Regions from separate parts of the Hordeum vulgare genome. Here all the other regions are linked to region 1. A link is a contact called in public Hi-C data. All regions are on one chromosome and are shown on one strand. The core of a region is the stretch at or near the end of the contact, and the rest is flanking DNA. Distances in the headings are between cores, read along the strand shown. Region 1 has its middle 4.3 kb from the start of LOC123430201. Region 2 has its middle 130 kb from the start of LOC123426528. Region 3 holds the start of LOC123426531 (splicing factor-like protein 1). Region 4 holds the start of LOC123426528 (F-box protein At5g50450).

The links. A called contact is a pair of places that touch in the nucleus more often than the background predicts.
Region 2: a Hi-C map of leaf shows a contact between it and region 1, with 6 times the contacts expected there. The contact joins two enhancer-like sites. A contact is called at or near these places in 3 of 6 Hi-C or Micro-C datasets (leaf and seedling).
Region 3: a contact with region 1 is called in a Hi-C map of seedling, with 4 times the contacts expected there. The contact joins the promoter of LOC123426531 here to the enhancer-like site in region 1. A contact is called at or near these places in 1 of 6 Hi-C or Micro-C datasets (seedling) and 1 of 1 datasets of contacts at active chromatin or transcription factors (embryo).
Region 4: a contact with region 1 is called in a Hi-C map of seedling, with 5 times the contacts expected there. The contact joins the promoter of LOC123426528 here to the enhancer-like site in region 1. A contact is called at or near these places in 3 of 6 Hi-C or Micro-C datasets (leaf and seedling) and 1 of 1 datasets of contacts at active chromatin or transcription factors (embryo).

The regions. Positions count from the first base shown.
Region 1 is chr2H:430,479,193-430,481,814 of MorexV3_pseudomolecules_assembly, reverse strand. No RefSeq gene overlaps it. Among protein-coding and RNA genes, the nearest start is that of LOC123430201, 4.3 kb to the right of the region's middle. Within about 2 kb of position 1,309, at least 3 of the 3 cell types and tissues checked have open chromatin away from gene starts, as enhancers often do. A contact at or near this core is called in leaf and seedling, where this site is marked.
Region 2 is chr2H:430,007,022-430,009,643 of MorexV3_pseudomolecules_assembly, reverse strand. No RefSeq gene overlaps it. Among protein-coding and RNA genes, the nearest start is that of LOC123426528, 130 kb to the left of the region's middle. Within about 2 kb of position 1,308, at least 3 of the 3 cell types and tissues checked have open chromatin away from gene starts, as enhancers often do. A contact at or near this core is called in leaf and seedling, where this site is marked.
Region 3 is chr2H:430,847,132-430,849,753 of MorexV3_pseudomolecules_assembly, reverse strand. It overlaps LOC123426531 (splicing factor-like protein 1), which reads right to left and starts at 1,323. Exons shown (of 2, transcript XM_045110370.1): 1 at 1-1,323. The coding sequence starts at 1,222.
Region 4 is chr2H:430,141,207-430,143,828 of MorexV3_pseudomolecules_assembly, reverse strand. It overlaps LOC123426528 (F-box protein At5g50450), which reads right to left and starts at 1,323. Exons shown (of 3, transcript XM_045110369.1): 1 at 480-1,323; 2 at 212-374; 3 at 1-110. The coding sequence starts at 712.

The sequences.
Region 1 (2,622 bases), core at 60-2,559:
AAAAAGTTAAACAGTTATTCAAAAAAAAATCACTTAAAATAAATTTATCAAGTATTTTTAAAATGTTATTTAAGTATTCAAAAAATGTTTAACGTTTGTAACAAATTGTAGATCATGTATTACAAAAATGTTGACCCTGAACTGAAAAACATTAACCTTTTATTTAAAAACTGTTAATTAAGCATTTCAAAAATGATTAAAATGTATAAAAAATATTGACCATGGATTCAATAAATGTAAATATTATATTTAGAAAATGTTAATAATGCATTTGAAAAATATGTATAGAAAAATTGTTGACTGTGTATTACAAAAATGTTTAATTTTTATTTTAAAATTGTTGGACATGTATTAGAAAAATGTTGTTGACATATACAAAAAATGTAAAAGTAATTACCACAAGAACAAAGAAAACCGAGAAAATAAAATGAAAATTATGAAAAAAAATGCAAAATGGGATAAAAATAAGGAGATGAAGAAAGAAGTGATGATCAAAAATTAAATTTGAGAAGGCGCAGAGGAAGCGGTTGCTACGACAACATAACATTTTCCTGTATGGACAAAGGAGTGATGAACAATAATCAATATGGGCCTTACAACTCGCATGCAACCGCGCGGCAATGTGGTGAAATTATACTTTTCATTTCTTTTTGGAAAAGAAAATATTGAGAAAAACAATCCATTTACGCATTAGACAGAGAGAAAACATAACAAGAAGAGGGAAAGAGTAGAGAGCAACACAACATAGTAACGGCCATGAGTTAGTACATACACCATAGTTGGCATACAACAAACATCTCATGATCGTAGAAATCCATCGATGTGCAAAGCCAATATGTTCCATCATTTGCTGCAAAAACAAGCATTCCACTCTATCATATGTCTTTATCATGTCTAACTTAACCCGCACATAACGACTTCATTCTTTTCCTTTTATGAATGGCGTGAACACACTCGTATGCCAAAAGTACATTATCAGTAAATACATGAAAGCACTTTTCTCCTCAGAGATGAGAACATGTAATGTACCTTTCAGTCGGTTTGTAAAGACCTTCGTCGCGATCTTATAGAATACATTACATAGGCTGGTAGGTCGAAATTGTTATAGTAACTATGAAGAATTACATTTTGGAATCATAACAATGACCAGTGCATTAAATGCTTTTGGTGCCGTCATCCCCTTCAGAAAATCTTTGACCATCCGACAAACATTGTTACGTACCAGCAGTCAGTCTTAGTGGTAGAATAAGGCCGGAAGCCCATCCGGCCCAGGCGCCTTCCTTGGACCCATCTGAAAGAGGGAATCTCCTATTTGTCGCTTGTTGCGTCAAGCTGTCGGTGCTTCGCACACGCGAGCGACCGAGAAGCGACGCAACAGGCTTGCCCGTTTAAGCATTCCAACGCCTCCGGTTTTGGAAACCGTGTTCCCAGCCGATTTTTTGGTTTTGGGAAACTTCGAGAAGGTTCCTTGAACCGGTTTTTTCTTTTTTCCGTTTTTCTTTTTCATATATTTCTGTTTTCTTTTCTCTCAGTTTTTCCTTTTCTGTTTTTGTTTTGTTTCCATTTTGTTTTTTAATTAATTCAAAATTTGTGCACAATTCAAAAAATGTCTATGGTTTCAAAATTTGTGCAAAATGAAAAAATGTTTACGGTTCAAAAATTTGTTCATGAATTTGTAAATTATTTATAATTTTATAATTTTGTTCATGTTTCAAAATTTGTTTGCACTTTGAATTTTTTTTACGGTTTAACGAAAAATGTTAATAATTTTATAGTTTTATTCATGAATTTGAAATTTGTTCACGTTTCAAAATTTGTTCATGTTTCAAAATTTGTTCATAATTCAAAAAATGTTTGCTGTTTCAAAATTTGTTCACAGATTCAAAAAATATTCACATTTTATAATTTTGTTCACAATTTGAAATTTATTCTTGTTTTTCAATTTTGTTCATAAATTTTCGAAAAATAATCTGGAATTCTAAAAATTCTTCACCTTTTTCATAAATGTTTGTAAATTTGAAATCGGTTCATGTTTTCAAATTTTGTTCATGTTTTCATATAAAGTAAATGAATTTTGTTCACATTTTCAAAAAAAACTCATGTTTTTAAAAAAAAATCCTCGTTTTTGTTCAGAATTTAGGAATTTTGTTCATATTATCAAATATTCTTCAAATTTTTCAAATATCGTTCATGTTTTTCGAAATTGTTCAGAATTTTAGTAAATTTGTTGTTATTTTGAAAAAATTGTCCACCTTTACAAAAAAATCGGATATTGAAATTTGTTCATGCTTTAAAAACAGTGTGCATGTTTCTTCTATAGGAATTCATAGACCTTTGCCCGTGTTTTTCAAAATTTGTTCACTTTTCGAAATATTATTCACATTTTTCAGTAATGATCTGAAATTTGAATTTTTTTAATGTTTTTAAACTCTACACGTCTTTGTACAAAATTTACGAATTTTGTTTACATTTTCAAAGAAAAAATCAACTTTTTGAAATTTTGTTCACGTTTTAAAATAGTTCACCATCTCAAAAAATGTTCCAGCTTTCTAAATTTGTTCACAAATTCAATAGATTTTATGTTTTCGAAATTTGTTTATAAATTCAAAAAATTATTCATGT
Region 2 (2,622 bases), core at 59-2,558, 470 kb after region 1:
TCAACGACGGCATATTAATTAGACCATGTTAGTTCTTAGTGTGGGTGGCATCGCAATTTTCTTTATTCAGAGGATAACATTTTTATTATTTAAGTTATGTCAATTTTCTATTTTTAGACCATGGCATTTTTTGTTACTTAGACCATGGCTATTTTCCCAAAAAACATGGTTTTTCCAAATCAATTTTCCCAATATTTGACTATTTTCCGCATTTTTTTATGCTAGCTAAAATTTTCCAATTTTTACATTAGCTAAATGTAAAGTATATGGCAACTATGAACCATGTCTACCTAGATATCTAGTTTCACTCGTCTATAAGCATGGAAGTTTGTCCCTTTTTGTTTGTGCCAACTTAAATTTGTTAGTCTATGGTTACTAATAGGTTTGGCAAATTTTGGAAAACTTTGTATTGCTCATATGGTTGTTTTACATTTTTTTCTTTGTTCAACGAATGATGGCATTTTTTCAGACATGTTACCATGCTTTTTTGTCGTTGCAAATTAGTTATATTTTATTAGAGGTACCATGGCAATTTTATTTTTTTAGAGCAGGAGAACTTTACTTCTTAGAGCATGGAAGCATTATTATTTTGTCCATTGTAGCTTTATTTTAAGTAGCATGGCAACAAAGTTTTTCCCCAAGTTTCGATGAAGTGTAGAACAATTGTTTGCCATATTTCCATGATTTCCTAAAAACAATGACATTTTTTGTTTTGGGGAAAAAGTATCGGTTACATGGCAACGTTTAGGTTTGAATTCTTTTTGTTTTACACACGATGCCAACTTTACATTTTTAAATGTATATGGACACTCTAAAAAACATAATACATGGCAATTTCAAGAGAGAGAGAGAGAGTGAATTTAAAACGTATCGCATGCATGTTTAGTATCAACATTTGTTATTTACGTGTGATAATGGTTTGTGTGATCTAAATGCATGAATTTGTATGGATTTAAGAGTTTAAATTTAAAATATGTAAATGACAGAAGCGAAATATGAGAGGTCGTCCTGATGCGTTTACGGACGTGTCTGGACACTTCCGCGGATGGGGGTGGATTTGTCCATGTTTGATATCTTCAGCTCCTATGATTGGACCATTGTGCACTGATGTTTACATGCCAATCAGCAAGAATTAGACTGTATGGAAGAGTCCCGTGAGGTGGTTTCCGTATAAACTTAGTGGCACAGTTTGACCATAGCTTGGATATTTGTGTGAAGGCAAACCATGCGTTGGTGTTTTGGTTGATCGGTCAGCCAGGCGTAGGCAAGAAAGCCAGCATGCAGCCCAAGCTCGTGGTTGAACACGCGTGCGGCGAAGCTGGTTGCGTGCGACGCGAGCGACCGAGGCGACCGAGCCAGAGTTCGTGGTCAAAGCTGCTTTGACGCCACGGATCACACGAAGCAGGTCGGAATCGGCGGCTAGCTAGCATCCAGTCCGACATACAATAAGATGGGGTCAAGTCGTCCGTACGGAATGCGTGGAGTGCTGTGGCGTCCATCCGGTCGCTCGCATAGACGCATACCCGCCGAGCCAGAATCTTGACCGTTAATTTCCCCCGTAAGCACACGCATGTAACAGGGGTGAGCATATAGAGCCGGGTGCTCCAAACCCGTGTGATACGCTCGCACAAGCCGTCTAATCAGTGACTGGTCATGAATTTTGATTCAGACGGATTTTTTTAAACGGGTCTTTAACGTTTGAACATTCCTCATATGCAACTCAAATATGGAATGGATATAAGGATGACGCCCTCCAACCTTTCTCGCGTCCAAGTCCTCGTCCTCCGTCACCCTTCCTCCTCTTCCAGTCGACCTTCAACCTTTCCGACCAATATCCAATAGCGGGACTGGATGTCCATATTGGATCGTACATATTCTACGAAGATCTTAATCCGTTAAGCCTCTATATCAAGGATTCAGTTAATCCCGTATAACATTTCCTTTGTCCTTCGGTATGTTACTTGCCCGAGATTCGATCGTCAGTATCTCTATACCTATTTGAATCTCGTTACCGACAAGTCTCTTTACTCGTTCCGTAATACAAAATCCCGTGGTTAACTCTTTAGTTACAATGCTTGCAAGGCTTGTTGTGATGTTCTATTACCGAGTGGACCCGGAGATACCTCTCTGTCATACGGAGTGACAAATCCCGGTCTTTATCCATGCTAACTCAACGGACACCTTCGGAGATACCTATAGAGCACCTTTATAGTCACCCAGTTACATTGCGACGTTTGATACACACAAGGTATTCTTCCTGTGTCACTGAGTTACATGATCCCATGGTCATAGGAACATATACTTGACATGCAGAAAAACAGTAGCAATAAAACGACACGATCACATGCTATGTTCATAGTTTGGGTCTTGTCCACCACATCATTCTCCTAATGATGTGATCTCGTTATCAAGTGACAACACTTGTCTATGGCTAGGAAACCTTAACCATTTTTGATCAACTAGAGGCTTACTAGGGACAGAGTGTTGTTTATGCATCCACACATGTATCTGAGTTTTCATTCAATACAATTTCAGCATGGATAATAAACGATTATCTTGAACAAGGAAATATAATAATAACTATTTTATTATTGCCTCTAGGGCATATTTCCAACAAAAAAG
Region 3 (2,622 bases), core at 74-2,573, 370 kb before region 1:
AGTTACTACCACTCCCACCACCACCGCCACCACCACCACCACCACTACCTGTTATAGCCAGCATCGGACCACCAGACTTGTTCATCGACTCAGGTGCACTGCCACCAAGCTCAGCAAGGAAGTTCTGGTATTCGTCATCCATTTTCTTCCCAGATGTACCCTTCACTGGACAATCAATTGTCGGGTGCCCACCGTCACCACAGATCTTACACTGCACCTCGCTCTTAAAAGTCGTTGTCCTGTTCGGGCATGCATACTGCCGGTGACCCGGCTCCCCGCAAGTCCTACAGAACTCATCATCCCTGATTGTTCCATTCAGAGCTGCAAGCTCACGCAGCTGCTGGCGTTTGTGCTCATTTAGCACTTCGTCCACAGGGGTAAGCAGCTTCTCCACCATGCCTGCAGCAGCCTCCAACGCTTCTTCAGTATCAGCCTCGACAAGCACATGAAGGTCCTCGTTCTCACTGGGATCTGGCTTCAAGTCCCTCTTCTGCAACAACTTCCCTTCCTTGACGCTGCCCTTCCCTCGGATTACGATCTTGGCCCCTGTCTCCTTCTCCATCCGCTTCTGTGTGTTGCCACGGGGCCCAATAATGAGTCCAATAAAGTTGTACCCAGGGTACTCCTTCATGGGGATGTAGAGCTTCTTATGGAGCTTGGGTGGGCGGTAATCCGCCGGGGGCTTGAAGGCGGGATTCCGGCGGATCAGCTGGGAGATGATCTCCTGCCGCTCGCGGTTAAGGCGCTCCCTCGCTCGGTATTCGCGGGTGTTGATGCGGATGCCCAGGTTATCATATATCGGCTCAGGGGACGGCGAGCGGGCGCCCTCAGGGCGGTCGTCGAGGGGTAGCCCCGACTGCAGCAGGCGCGAAATCTCTAGGAGGCGCGAGTTGAGGTTGTGCACCTCGGGATCCATCTCGGCGGCGAAGTCCTTCATGAAATCCGGAAGTGCGATGGTCGGGCGGGGCTCCTCCTCGGCCCAGCGCGACTTCCGCTTCCGTCCTCCCGCGCCGCCCTCACCGCCTGAATTGGCACCGGACTCGTCGTTGGACTGCTCCCATCGGCTGCGGCGGCGGCGGCGGGAAGACGAGTCGCCGTCGCCAGCGGCGTTGGCTGAGCCGTTGTGGTGGGGCTCGGAGGAGGCGTCGCGGGGGGCATCGCGGGGGGGGTCGGACGAGGGCTCGCGAGATGGGGAACGGGCTAGGGTTTCGGCAGAAGCCATGGCTGCGGCGTCTGGTAGAAGGAGGAAAGCTGTGGGGAATTCGCTTCTCGCGATTTCGGTTTTATGACTCGTGGGAGATTTGTCCCGTGGAGATACGATTTCGGGGAGAGGCGGTTGTGTTCGATCGGATTACTCTGGACAACGTGCTGGGCCAAAACTGACAAAAGGAGTCGGGCTCTTTGGTGGGGAATTCATGGGCCAGATGTATAATGGGTTCACACCCCTTGGAGAAGTGTTTTTTTAGAGAGAGACCCCTTGGAGAAGTGTTGTACCTCCTACTCCCTCCGTTCCTAAATATAAGACCTTTTAAAGATTACATTATGGACTACATACGGATATATATAGACATATTTTAGAGTATATGTTCACTCATTTTATTCCGTACGTAGTTCATAGTAGAATTTTTAAAAGGTCTTATATTTAGGTCCATACTAGTTGGATGCACGTGCGCTGTTATGGAGCAAAACAATTTATAAAGATAATAAGAAATGAAATTGTTCATCTATGGCAATTGCAAATGTGTAGAACAGTCTATAAAGGCAATACAAATCAAAATGTTTTTCTATGGCAATCGCAAATGCTCAGACTGTCTCTTCCTACAAGCATTGTGTGTCGTCTCCTCTTAAACTCTACTAAATTACCGTATGGTTCTTGGCATCAATAGTTATACATGATGGAGCATTCCGGTTGCCGTGTTGTTATCAGGGGTAGGAGACCAAATAATACCAATGTATATAACATTGGTAACAAAAGTGTGACCACAACTGCAATTGGTTTCACATGATGGTCGTATGCTAAGCATCTCATTTTAACATGGACGATGAAGGGTTAGACAAACATTGCTACTATCGGTTGTCCCGTTTGGTATTAGTGGACAAGCTAAATACAGATGGAAACTATGTTTGGGCTCTCCCCGTCATCGTTACTCTCTTCTTTTGAGTAACCCCTTCATCCTTACTCAAACCATGAATATTTACTTTCGCATTTATGTAACGTTAAGATGTGATCCTATCTTTATTTTGGCGCAAGGGCCTCGACAGGGATAGAAACGCATCTCATCATTTCGCAAGAATGGATATCGTTACAAGTACATGTGTCGAAAAGATGAGATAAGGAGTTGGCTTACACTCGCCACAAGCTATTGTTGGAATTATGCCCTAGAGGCAATAATAAATATAGTTATTATTATAATTCCTGTATCAAGATAATCGTTTATTATCCATGCTATAATTGTATTGAATGAAGACTTATATACATGTGTGGATACATAGACAAAACACTGTCCCTAGCAAGCCTCTAGTTGGCTAGCCAGTTGATCAAAGATAGTCAGGGTCTTCTGATTATGAACAAGGTGTTGTTGCTTGATAACTGGATCACGTCATTAGGAGAATCACGTGATG
Region 4 (2,622 bases), core at 74-2,573, 340 kb after region 1:
TTGAACTGGATGACGGCCAGCGAGTAGAGCGCCTCCCGGTGGCCACCCACCGCCGCCGCAGCCATCAGCGCTGCTCCCGACCCCCGGCTCCCCAGGCAGTAGAAGCGGATCTATAGCGCACCAAAAACAATGGAAACATGGGTGAGTCAGTTACGATCGCCAAGCACAAAGGAAACATGGGTGAGTCAGTTACGATGGCCATGGTTCTTACCATGCCAAGAAGGTAGCATGCGTCGAGGTTGCCGGCGTCGGCGCAGCGCTGCAGGAAGCGGTGGGCGGAGTCCGACCAGCTTTTGGCCCGGACGGCGAGGCACCGCGGCGACACCTTGGCAAGAACAACCTTGCTCTGGCCCAACTCCCTGAATCTCTTGCACCTGCACGCACATCCCCGTAAGAACTCCATCTCCATCCCAGCGACAATCACGAATCGCATTCATCCATCGTAATACTACAAGAAAGCAGAGGAAACAGGGACGTACGTCATGGTGGCGCCGGCGAGGTCGGCCGGCGAGCGGGCGGACGCGGCGACATCAGCAAGTATGGACAGCAAGAGGTCATCCGGCAGGTCCTCGAACATGTCTCCGACGGCAGCGGCAGCGGCAGCACACCCCGCCGCCTCCATGGCCGTCCTCCGCCTCTTCCGGCGGTGCATCTCCGGCTCCTCTGCCGCCGGCTCATGGCAGGAGTAGCAGGCGCCACGCCTCGTCTTCATGCCGCCTGCCCCCGTTCCACGATGCGGCGTCCGTGTTACGTCGTTGCGGGCGGCGAGCTGTTGCAAGTCTTGGACGGTTGCGGGGAGAAAGAGAAGAGAAGAGAAGAGAGATGGTGTGTCCGTAATGGCGAGAATGGGAGAGGATAGGAGTTATATATAGTCCTAGGAGGGAGCAGGGGGTGCGTGGCTGGCTACACAAGGAAGGAGGATGCCCTCCGTTCCGTTCCGTTGCAACGGAGTGGTCAACAGGGACGCTGACCGGAAGGAGGGAAGGGGGGTTGCTTGGGGGGGAGCACGCTTGGATGCAAAGCCTCTCCTCCCTTTCTTGATCCTCCCACCCTCCCTTCTCTCTCCTCAGCTTTTTCTTGATTTCTCCTCCTCCCAAATTTCGGTTTCTGGTGTTTTTGTTAAGGGTGGTGAGGTGGTGGGGGCTGGCCTTGCCCATTCATGATTGTGGTTAGTGTGTGCATCCTCTCTTTGGCAGCCTTTGCTTTGCATGCCGCCTTTGCTTGGCTTGGGTTGTTTGCTTCATTTGTTGCTGCCTTTGTTTCTCACTCACTTGGGGCTCCCTGTTTCTTTCTCTTCTTCTTTCTTCCCATGGGGATGGATGTACTACATACATGATACAAGGTAGGTTGGTGACATGACATGGTGGATATATCTTGCTGGATTATACATAGATGGTTTTGGCGTTTTAAATGGCGACATGTTATGCCTTGTCAATTGGAGTTGGCAGGCACAACCACATTTTCGCTTCACATATCTTGCATTGGCATTGCTACCGATTCAAGTTTTGCCTAGCTAGCTAATTTTGGTCTTGTCTCTATAAAGCCTATCAGCGATGTTTTTGGTCTCAAGGGACCGGGGGTTGCTTCCTTTGCGTTGAAAATGCTGGATGGATGGATTTAACCACCCTGCTTGCTTCTCCATGCCACATTGCTTTCAGCGGATCTTTTCTTGGAGATACAACTTATTTCACATGTTTGCAAACATGAAAATGCCTCTGTCTTGTCTTTTTTGGTCTGGATGTAATGGCTACATTAATTATGTGATTTTCGGTACTGCTGGACACGAAAAAGGTAACCATTTACGGTGAGATTGCAGAATCATGGACGGATGGAATGTGCACCGGGCCTGCCTTATTGGTACACCTCATTTAGAATCGCGTGTTTAAAACCGAAATGTTGATTAACTTCCCCCTCCGGAAGTCATTACTACTACTACAGTATTTGCTTTCTATATAAAAATATATGAAAAATGGCAAGTAAAACAGCAATCCTGGAAGCACGTGATTATGTCTTGCAGGACTTTGCGATAACAGTCTTGCTTGCGCAAAGTGTATCAGTTATATATTGTGTTAAGCAACAACTTTTCCATGCCTGCGCTAGCTGTTTTCCGTGCGACACACACGGCCGGGGGAACGTGCTTCCATACTATAGCAAGAGAAGCTAGATCCTCATCCTAACCTCAACCAAAGGGTGATAAAAACGTGGTCAAGGCTAATTAACCACCAGAAGAAGATATTATTGTTGTCGACGAATTGCTTTTTTTTTTTTCCTTTTACATTGGCCGGGTTAACCCAGCCTTGCAAGAAAAGGAAAGCAATGACATGGGAAGGAGACGAAAGGTAAACCAACTGGTGGATTGGATTGGAAGATGGCGCCTGGAAAAACTAGCGGCCAAGTGAGGAGTTGGCGGTTACGCTTGCAGGGTTCTAATCACAGGACGGCATTTTGGACACGGCTAAACGGATCGGTAAAAACGGCACTAACTAATAATTAACCGTCTTGGACCAGAGATTAACGGCCCAAATCGGCCATGCCTAAGCTAAGCTGGTGCCGTGTTAATGGAGTGGCCGAGCGAGGCCTTCTTTTCTAGCCTCGCATTGCTTGCCGCTCCATCCATATAGC